Regions from separate parts of the Hordeum vulgare genome. Here all the other regions are linked to region 2. Evidence: chromatin contacts called from public Hi-C data. All regions are on one chromosome and are shown on one strand. Each heading gives the region's core, a stretch centred on a gene start, on an enhancer-like site or on the middle of the called end of the contact. The rest is flanking DNA. Distances are from core to core; before and after follow the strand shown.

Region 1 (4,094 bases), core at 501-3,000, 870 kb after region 2:
TCGACTAGTACGATGTAGTCCCACCACATTGAACTGGCCAACCTTTCTTGCCCGTATGCGTACAGACCAGTACCCTTTTTTTTGTCGGGCACGCATGAGCAAACACGCGTAATAGCACCGATATAGGAGTATATATTGGAACAAAACAACGCTGCAAAGGAAACGTACGCGTATCCGTTGCTACTACTCTACCCTCCGAGAAAAATCGGAAAACTTTGGGGGCGCCGAAGGCATTCGCCGAATCTGGCACTGCCGGGGCCAGCAACTTAGGAGTAGCGCCGCGGCCGCGGGCGCGCACCCAAAGCGAACCGTAGGCGAGCGGGCGAGCGGGCGAGCGGGAGAGCAGGGCACTGTGGAATGGATTGGATTGGACACGCTGTGCACAATAAAGCCGGGAGAGAAGGCCTGCCGCTGCCAGGTTGTTCAGAGCAGGAGACAGACAGAGCGGCCGATCAGATCCGGCAGCGAGCCAATGAATGCCCGGTCGCCTGAGAAATGAAGGCGCAAAATTATTGCGCGGCGCAGCGGCTGCAGCGGCAACGGCAACGGCAACGGCAACGGCAAGCGGGGCGACTGAATGGCGAGGCGTACGGCGGTGCGGCAACGGTGAGTGCGACACGGTGATCGGACAGCCACGAGGAGGGTGCGGAATTTAGTACTCCAGTACCCGCTGTGCAGTGGAACATTCAGCCGGGACCATCATGCCTGGTCCCTGGACCCGCAAAAATGGAAGGCAAGAAGGTGGGTTCTAGGCACCGTCGACCGGCCCAACTTTCGACCGATCGCCCGATTCAGCGGCCAACAGCCGTTTGATTTAGGCCCCGTTCGGTTTCCCTGTGGAGCCGGCGGTAAGCTGCTCCGTTAAAATGAAGTGTAACTGCTTTGCTCCGGGAGCAGAGTCCACGGAGTGGAGAGAAACCGAACAGTCTCTTAGTTTCCGAGACCTCATATGTCTTCTCCTCCTTCCTTGTCGGCTTTCCCCTGCTTCTGTTATGTCATTGGATTTGGCCGCTGGCAGCTGCGGGGGTGTTTGTTTACATGGACTTTTTATTATAAGGGCTAAAAAAGTCTATTTTAGTTTCATCTAAACCAAACAGGAGGGATTTTTAGGGATTAAAAGTGGGTATTTGAGATTAAAGAAAGAAGTCCCTAAGCGAGAGTCTTTTTTGAGGTTTTTTGGAACTTTTTCCAACAGTGATCCTGCTTTTAGCATATCATTTAATAACCTCTAGTTCATTAATAGGGGTAACATGATCTTTTAGCATGTCATTTAATAACCTCTAATCCATGTTAAGTCCCTAAAACCAAACAAGTACGGACTAGGGACTTTTTAGTTGGGACTAAAAAAAGTTCTAAAACTCTTTAAACAAATAGGGCCTGCGTCACGTCACAGCTTGCCATAGGAACGAAAGACAACCGTTCGCTAGCGCCGCAAAGACCGGGTGTTGACGACGGTGGGTGCCAGTATGCAGCACCCCGTGCCCTCTGTCAAGAAAAAGTTTATTTTAAACCTTGAATTAATAGAAATCATACGAAATAAACCATTAAAATAAATTCCGGTCGATTGCAATCCTAATCTAAATCGAACCCTAAAAAATGTCAACCAGAATTCATTTGATGGACCTGTCCATTTTATTTTTTTCATTTAAAAAAAAGAATTCCAGAGGACGTACACCCTGGAACCTCCTATTTGATGCTCTTTGCCTCAAACTGGCGGCGCCACGCACAGAAGACAACACGACTGGACCGGCCCATCAACCTGTACCGCGAGACAAAAAAGACATGTTTGATGCTATTTACGTCAAACTGACGACACCACGCACAGGAGACAACACGATTGGGCCAGCCCATCAACCTGTACCGCGAGACGAAAAAAGATAGAAAAATTTGAAGACAGACACCACACACAAGAGACAACACGATTGGGCCAGCCCATCAACCTGTACCACGAGACGAAAAAAGATAGAAAAATTCGAAGACGAAAAAAGATAGAAAAATTCGAAGACTACTAGAAGTGAATATTCGAACAAAAGTCCTCCCTCTTCGAACTGCAAGCACATAGCCATTACACCAAACAAGCTTTCTTGTTCGTATTGCTGCGCCCAACTTAAAGTATCAACGTAGTGTACAACTGAGCTGCTCTAGTATAGCGAATTTCAATTATATATTGTGGAGAACTAGAATTAGTTACTGTGATGATAGTTTTTCTTAAAGTGTATTATTTTTTGAAAAAGTGTATTTTGAAAATGTGCAGGCGTCTTTTGAGTTTCCGAACAATTTTTCAGCAACATGAATATCTGAACAAATTATGGAATTTTGAATCTGTGAACATATTTTGAATTTTTGAACAACTATTTTTAAAAGTGAAACATTTCAAGAATTTATGAACAAAAAATTGTAACTACGAACAGTTTTTTGAATTTCTGAACAAAAGTTGGAAAATGGAACTTTTCATCAAATTGCGAACAAAAAATTGAAACCACGAACATATTTGAAATTTGAGAACATTTATGCGAAACAGGAAGAAATTTGTAAACCATTTTTCAAAGATCCAACATTTTTTTGAAATGTTTTAAAAAAATTCTGTAAAAAGTGAACAAATTTTGAAATATAGAATGTTGTTGAAACTAGTGAACAATTATATGAACCAAACTCTATAAATATATGTGTTGAACAATTTTTGAATAAGCATTGAACATTTTTAATATACGTTGAACAATTTTCAAAATCATGGGAAACACTTTATATTCATTGAAAAATTTCTAGTATACCATTGACATTTATAATGCATGATAAACTTTTTTGTAATATACCGTAAACATTTTCTAAATATACAATGAATATTTTGATAACCCACAATGAACTTCGTATAATATAGGGGAAAGAAACAGTAAAAATAAAAAATAAAAAATCACAAGAAGAAAAGAATATAAATAGAAATAGAAACAAAAAGAAAAATTAAAACAAAATGGAAAAAGAACCAGAAAAAAACAAAAAAGGTAAATTAAAATGAAAGGAAAAAAGAACCAGAAAAGAAATTTTGAAACGAAAGTAAAAAAGAACCAGAAAATAAAAATATAAAAAAGGAAAAAAGAACCATAAGAGAATAACAAAAAATATAAATAACGAACAAAAAAAATAAAGCAACAACGTGCATCATGCGCTTCGATGAACTGGGTCGGCCCAATTCCCGTCATCCTTTGCCACTCGACAATCCCTGTTTGGAAACTGACCCGAAGGTTTGATTTAGACCGGAATTGCATAGTTCAGGGTGCAATCGATCGAGATTTTGACTTAAGGGTTCATTCAGCCCGACCTCTACAAATTCTTAGTTTAAAATGGTCTTTTCCATTGTGTCCTAACCCACCTTTGTAGGTGTTGATTCCAGCAAAATCAAATTTTAGTTGTAGCAAAAAAAAAACCCCCATGCCACGCACCAAAAACAACACCAAAATACTCACGGATCCCGCTTTTGTTGTTGTCAGCGCTTGTGCAGGGAGGTGGCCGCGACCATGTTTGCCGTTTCCAGCAAAAGTGGACGTCGGTTCCAACTTGTGTTTTGCGTGTTGCAACATTTTACGGTGTCTTCGACGAGGGCGTCAAAGCTTTTTTATGCTTGTTCACCGGCGGTTGCTTCTTCACACGAATCCTATGTGATCCTGAGTTAATCATTATACTAGAATTTGATCCTTTTCGTGGTTATAAAACTGAAACTCTTGCGGCACACCTCACTAAATTACATGATATTGTCATCTTGTTTGCTCAACTGGAAAATATGTGTTATTACTATATCCTCAATCCTTTTTTCCTTTCTCGCTAAAAGGCGATGCTAAGAAATGGTTCCTCACTCGTGCTCCTGGTTGTGTGCGTAGCCCCAGGATATGATTTATTACTGTACTGAAAAATATTTTACTGCTGATAAAAAATAAGTTGTTTTACAGGAAATATTTAAGTTTGTGCAAATTGAAGAAGAGAATCTCCCTGAAGCTTGGGGAGGATCCTTCAGCTACTTAGGGCTTTGTGTGATCATCCTCTTAAGAAAATGAAATAGTTGATATCTTGTATAATGGACTAGCCGACGCTTCTAGGGACTG
Region 2 (4,372 bases), core at 1,014-3,513:
CTCGCTCGCTACTAGTCCAGTTTTTCTTTTATCCGGTAGAAAAAAATCGCTCAGTATTTCTACTTCTTACAAAACAAAAATGTGAAATCAAAAAAGGCTTACAGACTAAAAGAATATTCATCCATTTGGAAAAATCATATTAAAAAAAATCACATAAATTTTGAAAAATTCCACCGAGTTTTACAAAATTTCATCTATATGAAAAAAAATCATCAATTTAAAAAAGTTCATCAATTTTTTAAAATGTTCATCGAAACTGGAAAAAATCATCCAAATGGAGAAAAGTTCATTAAATTTTAAAAATTCCGAAATTCAAGTGAGATTCATGTATTTTTTTAAATGTTCATCTATTTTTCAAAAAGTTCATCGAATTCAAAATCTTCATTGTGCAAGGAAAAACAATAAAACAAAAATAAAACAAGAAACAAAAAACAAAAAGGTAAAATGAGAAAAAAGGAAGAAAGAACGAGTAAAAACTTACTACTTGTGTACCATAATATATGACGTTTTAGCAGCTCAAATGAACTGCTAAAACGTCATGTATTATAGTATGGATGGAGTATATATTAAAAGGTTAGCACAACCACGTTTGTTGGCATGGTGGTTACACCAGCAAACCTTGACGGGGAGGTCACAGGTTTGAAACATGGTGCTATTTTAGGAGTGTCACATAAGATAAATAATGTTTTCTTTTGTTTTAGCTTAGGGCACGTATAATGGTGCTATCTTAGAAGTGCCGCATAGGATAAATGATGAGGTGTAGGAGAAAGAACTAAAAAAAGGCTTTGTCTTCTCTTATTTAAGAGAAGACAAGAGATGATCTCTTAGCACACAATATGTCTTACCATGTTTTTAAGAATAACTAATTATAGAAGATAAGGCTAAAAAATAACCCATTATAGACCCTCTTTTTGTCATTTCTAAATTACATACAAGATTTAAGATAAAACTATCTTATCAACCATTGTACATGTCCTTAAAAGGAATAAAAACAAAATGGGCCGACCCCAAATAGCCATGCCCTGCACGCGTTGTTTTCTGAACGGGCACTTAAGCATCAAATATGATTCATCATCGTTTGATGAACGCACGGGCAGCAAGCATGTTGGTGAGCTGGGCCACGCGAGTAACTGTATGACAAAAACAAAATGGATCGAGTTCAAATAGCTGCGTCCTGCAAGCATCCTTTTGCGAACGAGGATTCACCCAGAATTCCTATTTGGCGTTACAGGCGCTCGTTACAATGCAATTCTGCTAACGGACGCCTGCAGCGACCCGCACTGGGCCGGTCCATTTCAGTATTTTTTTCTTTCCCTTCTGCATAAAAAAAAGGGCTTGCCGTCGTGGCGAATCGAACTCTGGACTTCAACACTGGTTAACACGCACTAACCACCACGCCACAGTACGCTATTTGATTAATAATTTTCTCTGCTCTTTTCTTATTTTCTTCTTTGGTCCGTTTTTTTCTTCTATTTTTCATTTTTTGCTTCTCTTTTTCGTTTTTTGCTTCTGTTTGTGGTTTTTTTCTTCTACTTTTTGTTTTTTTGCTTCTGTTTTTTGTTTTTTTCTTCTACTTTTCCTTTTCTTTAATTCATGGATTTTTTTATAGTTCGTGAACTTTCTCTTTCAATTGATGATTTTTTTTCAAATTCACCAAACTTTTGGCAAAATTGATGAACTTTTTTCTTATTGTATTGTAGTTTTTAGAAATTTAATGAACTTTATTCTCAAATTGAATGAATATTTTTTAATTCGATGAAATTTTTCACATTCAATGAACTTTTTTTAAATTTGATGAACTTTTTAAAAATTCGATGAACTTTTTTTTTCAACATTAATGATCCCTTTTATAAATTTTGATGAACTTTTTCTAAAATTTCGATGAACTTTTTTAAATTCGTTAATTTTTTAAAAACGATTAACTTTTTTCCATATTTGATGAACTTGTGTTGATTTTTTGAAAATTACGGTGAACTTTTTTCAAATTCATTGAAATTTTTCTGAAAACCTATTAATTTTTTTTCAAATGTGATGAATGTTTTTCAAATTTTATTATTATTAAATTAAAAATTTATCAACATTTGGCCCTTTTGAAATACTTTTTTTGCAAAATCGATGTACTTTATTTATTCAAAAAATAATGAATCTTTTCAGGGCCTGCAGGGTCCCCGAACTATTTGATGGGCCGGCCCAACATGGTGCGCTGCAGGCGCCCGGAGGGCAAACCGGCACCTGCAGCGCCGTATAGGAGTCACTGGATTCACCATCGTTTGGTGAACGCGCGGGCCATCAAGCATGCTGGTGGGCTGAGCCACGCGAGTGACCGTGTAAGCAGGAGACTCATTAACTCGTGCAATGGGCGTAATCTACGAGCTGCCGGTGCGAACGGAATTTTCTATACGCCCCTTATTGCGGCAAGTGGTCGTAGTTTCGCGTGCAAGCGAGCGATGGGGTTTGGGCTCCGGTTTTGGGAACTTTCTAGAAGGTTCCCTGAACCGATTATCTGTTCTTTTTTTGTTTCAGTTTTAAAAATGATCTGGATAACATGTTCCAGAATTTGGAAAAATATCCCGAAATTGTAAAAATGTTCCGTAATTTAAGAAAATGATCCAGAATTCGAGAAAATATTTCGGAATTTCAAAATTGTTTCAGAATTTGAAAAAATGTTTCGGAATTTGAAAAATGTTCGGGAATTTGAAAAATGTTTTGGAATTTGAAAAATCTTCCGGAATTTGAACAATATTTCGGAATTTGAAAAGATGTTCCGGAATCTTATAAAAATGTTCTAGAATTGTGAAAAATATTCCTGAATTTGAAAAAATGTTTCGGATTTTATTTCCAGAATTTAAAAAATGTTCCGGAATTTTAAAATTTTTTCTGAAATTGAAATAATGTTCAGTATTCTTTTAATTTTCTGTTTCTTTTTCAAAAAATGTTCTGTATTTTTCCAATAATGTTCTGGGATTTCAAAAATGTTCTTCAAATTCGAAAAATGATTTTGGTTTTATAGGAAATGTTTCGGATTTTAAAAAATTTTCAGAATTTTCAGAAAAAATGTTTATAATTTTATTTTTTTGAACAATATTTTAAAAAAAATTGTGCTTTCAAATTTGTTCGCATTTTTGAAAATTGTTCACAGTTTCAAAAATGTTCATATTTTCAAAAAATGATTGGGAATTCAACTTTAGTTTGTTTCCATAAAAAATGATAAAAAGAAAAAAGAAAGAAAGAAAGAAGAACCAAAAAATAATAAAAAAAAGGAAATAAGTAGAATAGGAAAAGAACAGAAAAAAGAAGCTGGGCCGGGCCAGTCGGGCAATCGCCCTGTGCGACCGAAGGACTCCCTGCCGTATAATGCGGCAGGTAGGAGCTCCCGGTGCGGGCGGCCGCGCGAGTTTGTTTTTAAGGCTATTAATTAGACTCCTACAATGCAAAATAACTTATGGTTGGATGGTTAGATGGGCTGTGATATCTTAGTTCATTATGATAGGCTTCGGATGGCTTTGAAAGGAGATTTTGCTTTTCTTGCGCGAGTGTTTGTTCCCACCTGATTTTTCTTGTTTTAGTACGAACGTGGTGCTTGTTGAAATGCTACTTCGTGTGAGTCAAAGACTGACTTGATATCTTTGCTTGCTTCACCAAATCCTCATTGTTACGTTCCATGAGCAACCTTTTTCGATGATTTTTTTTCCTGATTATTGTATACGAAGTTCGAAAAAGGATGAGTACGGCAATATCAATCATGTACATCTGTAACTAAAATATGAGACGTTTTTGCAGTTCAGATATGAAGGTAGTAGAGCAATGGAGCCAGTTTGTTCTTCATTTTTTTGGTGCTAGATCTATCATTGTCTCATTCGCTGGCAATTAGTAGTAGTAGCCACTACTGTGTAACTCTGTTTTAGGCTTTTGTGAGAGCTTAGCTTGTCGTATCAAAGCAACTAGCAAGGGGTGGCCCTCCTTCGTGATGAAACAAACTTGACTTCTTTTCGATCCAATCTAAGCATGGTTTCCAGCTTCGATTTGGGATATTGTAATCATGCAATTCATTTACATTATCACCCGAGAACCTGTAACTCGAGCTTGGAGCTTTGCAATTTATATTCCGTTGACTATAGCTGTCAGAAACTCAGAATTTTGGATCGTTTGCTGTGACTTGAGGGCTTGTCGTCTAAAAAATTAGTATTGACCTTACAAGCCTCTACAATTTATTTCTCGACACCAACTATAATTGCAGTCGTTTCTTAAACATAAATAATGTCATATATCAAAATAACCTCGTAGAGAGTGCAAACAAATGAAAACACCAAATTATTCCAGTTCACGGTTGTCATGTACTGTTGCACCTTGCCTTCTCATGGCTTCGGAAGTT
Region 3 (4,131 bases), core at 978-3,477, 790 kb after region 2:
GATATACAACAGATGCCAAATAAAGAATTACTAAAATGGAAAGAAGAAGTGTTTCATTAGCGCATTTTAAAGGTCATGATTTTGGATCTAGATAATCTATATGGGTGCCTTGTCCGACACAAGCTATACCGACAAAGTGGATACTGAACTCCATATGAAGGATGATCGAATTAATATAATCCGTAACTTAGGGGATGAAACAGGAACCAAATCTTATGCAATGCAATAGACCCATTAAGAAATAGGTAGCCTAGCAAAACCTGGGAAACCTTCTTTGGCACCATTTGAGAAAATGAAGTAGAAGAGGATGGTTGGGATGCATGGACATCGATAAGAATATAATTACTAATTAGAATGATTACTCAGACACTTGTGTCCATTAATTTAAACTTCTAGGTAGTGAACACAAAAATTAACTGCACCAAACAAGAGAACGAAGTTGAAGTGGATGGTGAGGAGGCATTAATATTGACAAGAACGGAACTAGAATTACCGCTCAACATTCGTTGCCACTGATTCACACTAATAACTAGGGAATAAAAGAATAACTGCGCCTATCTATTTACGGTAAATTTCAGTCAGAGCCTAATGGGACAGAACATCAATATCAATGATAATGGAACAGGATTACGATGCCTGCATTCATACTTCATTGAGGCAGTTTGAAATACTAAACTATAAGTTCGCTGGGTGAATAAAACATCACTAGTATCAAGCCTGTGTGTTTGGTTATGGAATAACCATCTTCAGACATGGCATGTCTTAATATTTAATTAAGTTGATGAAAAAATGTGTAGGTTTGGATGACTCCAGCTAGAAATAAATAATTTCTAAGTGAAACAAACAGAATCAATTATCTGGATTGACTATTTGTCAGGGATATTTGGATGGGAACTATTTTCTTTCTTCCCTTAATTTCCTTCTAAACAAATATAGGTCATATTAATTCAACCCCTCAATGTGACAGATCATAATCGCATCATAGTACCGCCAAAACAAACTTAACCTTTCAACGGAAGAACCGATTCACGTGAGAAACAAGGGGTGAAATAACACTAAAATCTCACGCAGTACAGATGAAAAATGGTTTCCCTTTCGCTTCCTCAACTATGGATGTGTGCATAGGTTTAACTGGCTAGAAAGGCAGATAAATTAGCAAACACAGGGATCCACCAGGTCAAAAAAACACAGTGGTCCATGAAGTACAGAATGTAACTAACATTAAAAGATTCATTGAAGGCATGCAATCCAAAATTGGCCCTAATGGTTCATGAGCACAAAACCAATAAGTTCTCTAATAGGAATTGGTAAGGTGATTAGGTAAAATCTCAACAATCACATCATATGTATTCATTGCAATCTTTACGAGATCACACATCCAAAATTTTGCAGGCATAGAAGAAATTTCATCCTGAGATAATACAACATCTTGTTTTTTCCTTGAAAATATTAATCATAAATAGCACCACATGGCTAGCCAGAGAAAAGTTGAAAATCATTTCTCCAACATGAAACCGTCCATGCTGCAGTTCCAACGACATCAGAAGCATCAAAAGCTCCATGCTCACTTACGGTTCCGTGGTTTTCCAATAGAATAAACTACTGTTTAACCCTGTGATGGCCCAACACTCTGGCTCGGCCACATCTGCAGATCCGCCTACAACTCCTCTGGTTTCCTAATGGAACAAGCTGCTGTTAACTGTACATTTCCTGCCCTGTTCTACCCAAAATGAAGGCGTAGAAACTGTGAATCCGGTATTGCTGATTCACCCGAAACTAGGCATCGGTATATGAACCCTGTAGACAAGTGGATGGAAGGGAGGGTTTCACCATGCGATGAGGAAGCCGAATGCGCCGAGGAAGGTGACGAGGCCAGCTCGGCGACGGCAGAGGAGCATGGCGAGGTAACCGAGCGCCATGGGCCCGACGAAGAGGAGGTTGGAGGTGGCCCCGAAGGACAGGTAGGAGAGCCCGGCGCCGCTGAGCCCCGCGTAGAGGTGCCGCCCCGTGGCGCTCGGCACGGCGCGCCAGAGGAGGCCCGTGGGTATGGTGGCCGCGAAGCAGAGCAGGAAGCGGAGCACGGGCACCGAGACGCCGATCGCCGCCGCCATCGGCTCCATCTCGAGCCCCATCGTCGCCACCGCCACCGCCACCGCCGCCGCAGAGGGGGGCGAACAGATGCGGGCGATGCAGGAATAGAGGATTTGGTTTTTTCTGATGATGAAGCGAGCTCGCGAGCCGCGCGTGTATATGTGCTGTGTGTGATGGCGTGGAAGCCCTGGGAAGGTATCTTTCCACACAGCCCCCTTTGCTTTGTTGAATTGGCGGTCCGAAGCGACAGGAAACTTGCGGCTCTTGGTAACGTCAAAGTGAGAAGATTTGGACAAATACCAACGATATCGGCAAATCATTGTCGTGGCGTACGCGGGTGCTAGGCAAGCTTCGTCTTTCTCTTTATTAGAAGAAAAAGTGATGAGCAAACTTGATACATCCACAAACGTGTCTAATCAGTAATCCAATAAGAGAAAGAAAGAAAAAAAATGACATAATCAAATTCTTTATATCATCTTTATACATTCAGGCTGTCCGCGAACTCTCATATTCATTTCAAATATAGAAAGGATATGAGGGCTCGCGGATGCGCCCACACGCTTTCGATCAGTCCGCTACGTAGGAGGCTGCTCCATCCTGGACCAACTTTTTTTTTCTTTATTCATTCTTTTTCTTTTCTCTTTTTCTTCATCATCAATCATGTGTAAGTGACCGAACATATGAGAAAAAATGAAAGATATGAATGCACGAACAGACAAATAGAGGACATGCCTAGTCAATAATCGAACGCGTCCGCGGATGTTTAGAGGATCATATTTGTTATATTCGGTTGTAGATGCTCTTAGCACTAGTACTCGTAGTTACTCCCACGGTTCCTAAATACTCAGTGATCTAAACGCTCTTATATTTTTTATAAAGGAGTATAAGATATTTTAGAGATTCCACTATCAACTATATACAGATATATATAGATTTATTTTAAAATACACATTCACTCATTCGTTTCGTATGTAATTTATATTAAAATCTCTAAGAGTCTTATAGTATTTAGTAAGGGAGCGAGTACATGATTGAAGCAATATACGAAGTCATGGGCATAACACTTGACTATTCTAACCTTAGGGCTTTATATCATAGAATAATTGATTGAACTCATCGTAATCCCAAGCGTAAGCCTTGTTTGGCTGAGCTTTGGGTGGCAATTACGGTGTAAGCATGCCGTACATGCATACGTACATTTCAAGAGATGCTTCTGACGTGCCTTGTAATTTCAGCACTTAGGTAGAATTATATATGCGTTGTGAGCCTTTTATTTCATTTCCAAAAATTATATCACATTCAAGCGTTTCTTGTTCAAATCGCAATAACGAACTCATGTAAAAAAGAACTCATGATAATCTGCTCAAGTGGAAGTTGGTATTTTTTTTCTCTTTTTTTTTGGGCAGGGAAGTACAAATTCATAGTTTTTTTTAACACGGTACAGATGGAAGTGCTTACATACACGCGCATACACTCACCTTTATGAATGTACACACGCACACCCTACGTCTATAAGCACCTCCAAGAGACTGAGCTCACATATTATCTTGAGATTTTACGAAGTCATCGTAGGCGCTTCGTTGTCGTGGGCGGGGGATATCATTGTCCTTCTAACCATCCAACCACAGGTTGGTTTGCGTGAAAACACATAGTTAGTTAATAAATATGTACAGCTATGGTATTGGAACGAGGGTTTAACCTCCTTTTTGAAAATTATAATAAGGTTAGAATACCGATACGATATTTATCTTTCTTTGCAATTAATACACAGTACATGGACACAAGCGTCTTTGTCCATGTCTTTTTAGAGCATCTACAGCCGGAATTTGCAAAATCGGCCCTTCAAACGTCTGTGGACATGTCCGGCCTCGTTTTGGACCCCTTTTTTCGTTCGCGCACCCGTATCTCTCATATTTTTCCTCATATGTGCGTTCACTTGCATGTGATTGGTGGAGAAGAAGAGAAAGAAAGAAAAGAATGAATAAAGAAAGAGAAAAGGTGGTTCGAGATGGGGTCGCGTCCTATGTGGCGGACTGACCG

Evidence for each region. A called contact is a pair of places that touch in the nucleus more often than the background predicts.
Region 1: a Hi-C map of leaf shows a contact between it and region 2, with 5 times the contacts expected there. The contact joins two enhancer-like sites. A contact is called at or near these places in 2 of 6 Hi-C or Micro-C datasets (leaf and seedling).
Region 3: a Hi-C map of seedling shows a contact between it and region 2, with 3 times the contacts expected there. The contact joins the promoter of LOC123401386 here to the enhancer-like site in region 2. A contact is called at or near these places in 3 of 6 Hi-C or Micro-C datasets (leaf and seedling).

The regions. Positions count from the first base shown.
Region 1 is chr6H:436,890,382-436,894,475 of MorexV3_pseudomolecules_assembly, reverse strand. No RefSeq gene overlaps it. Among protein-coding and RNA genes, the nearest start is that of LOC123401386, 77 kb to the left of the region's middle. Within about 2 kb of position 1,750, at least 3 of the 3 cell types and tissues checked have open chromatin away from gene starts, as enhancers often do. A contact at or near this core is called in leaf and seedling, where this site is marked.
Region 2 is chr6H:437,757,937-437,762,308 of MorexV3_pseudomolecules_assembly, reverse strand. No RefSeq gene overlaps it. Among protein-coding and RNA genes, the nearest start is that of LOC123405569, 58 kb to the right of the region's middle. Within about 2 kb of position 2,263, at least 3 of the 3 cell types and tissues checked have open chromatin away from gene starts, as enhancers often do. A contact at or near this core is called in leaf and seedling, where this site is marked.
Region 3 is chr6H:436,967,964-436,972,094 of MorexV3_pseudomolecules_assembly, reverse strand. LOC123401386 (lysophospholipid acyltransferase 1-like) reads right to left here and starts at 2,227. Exons shown (of 8, transcript XM_045095174.1): 1 at 1,831-2,227. The coding sequence starts at 2,132.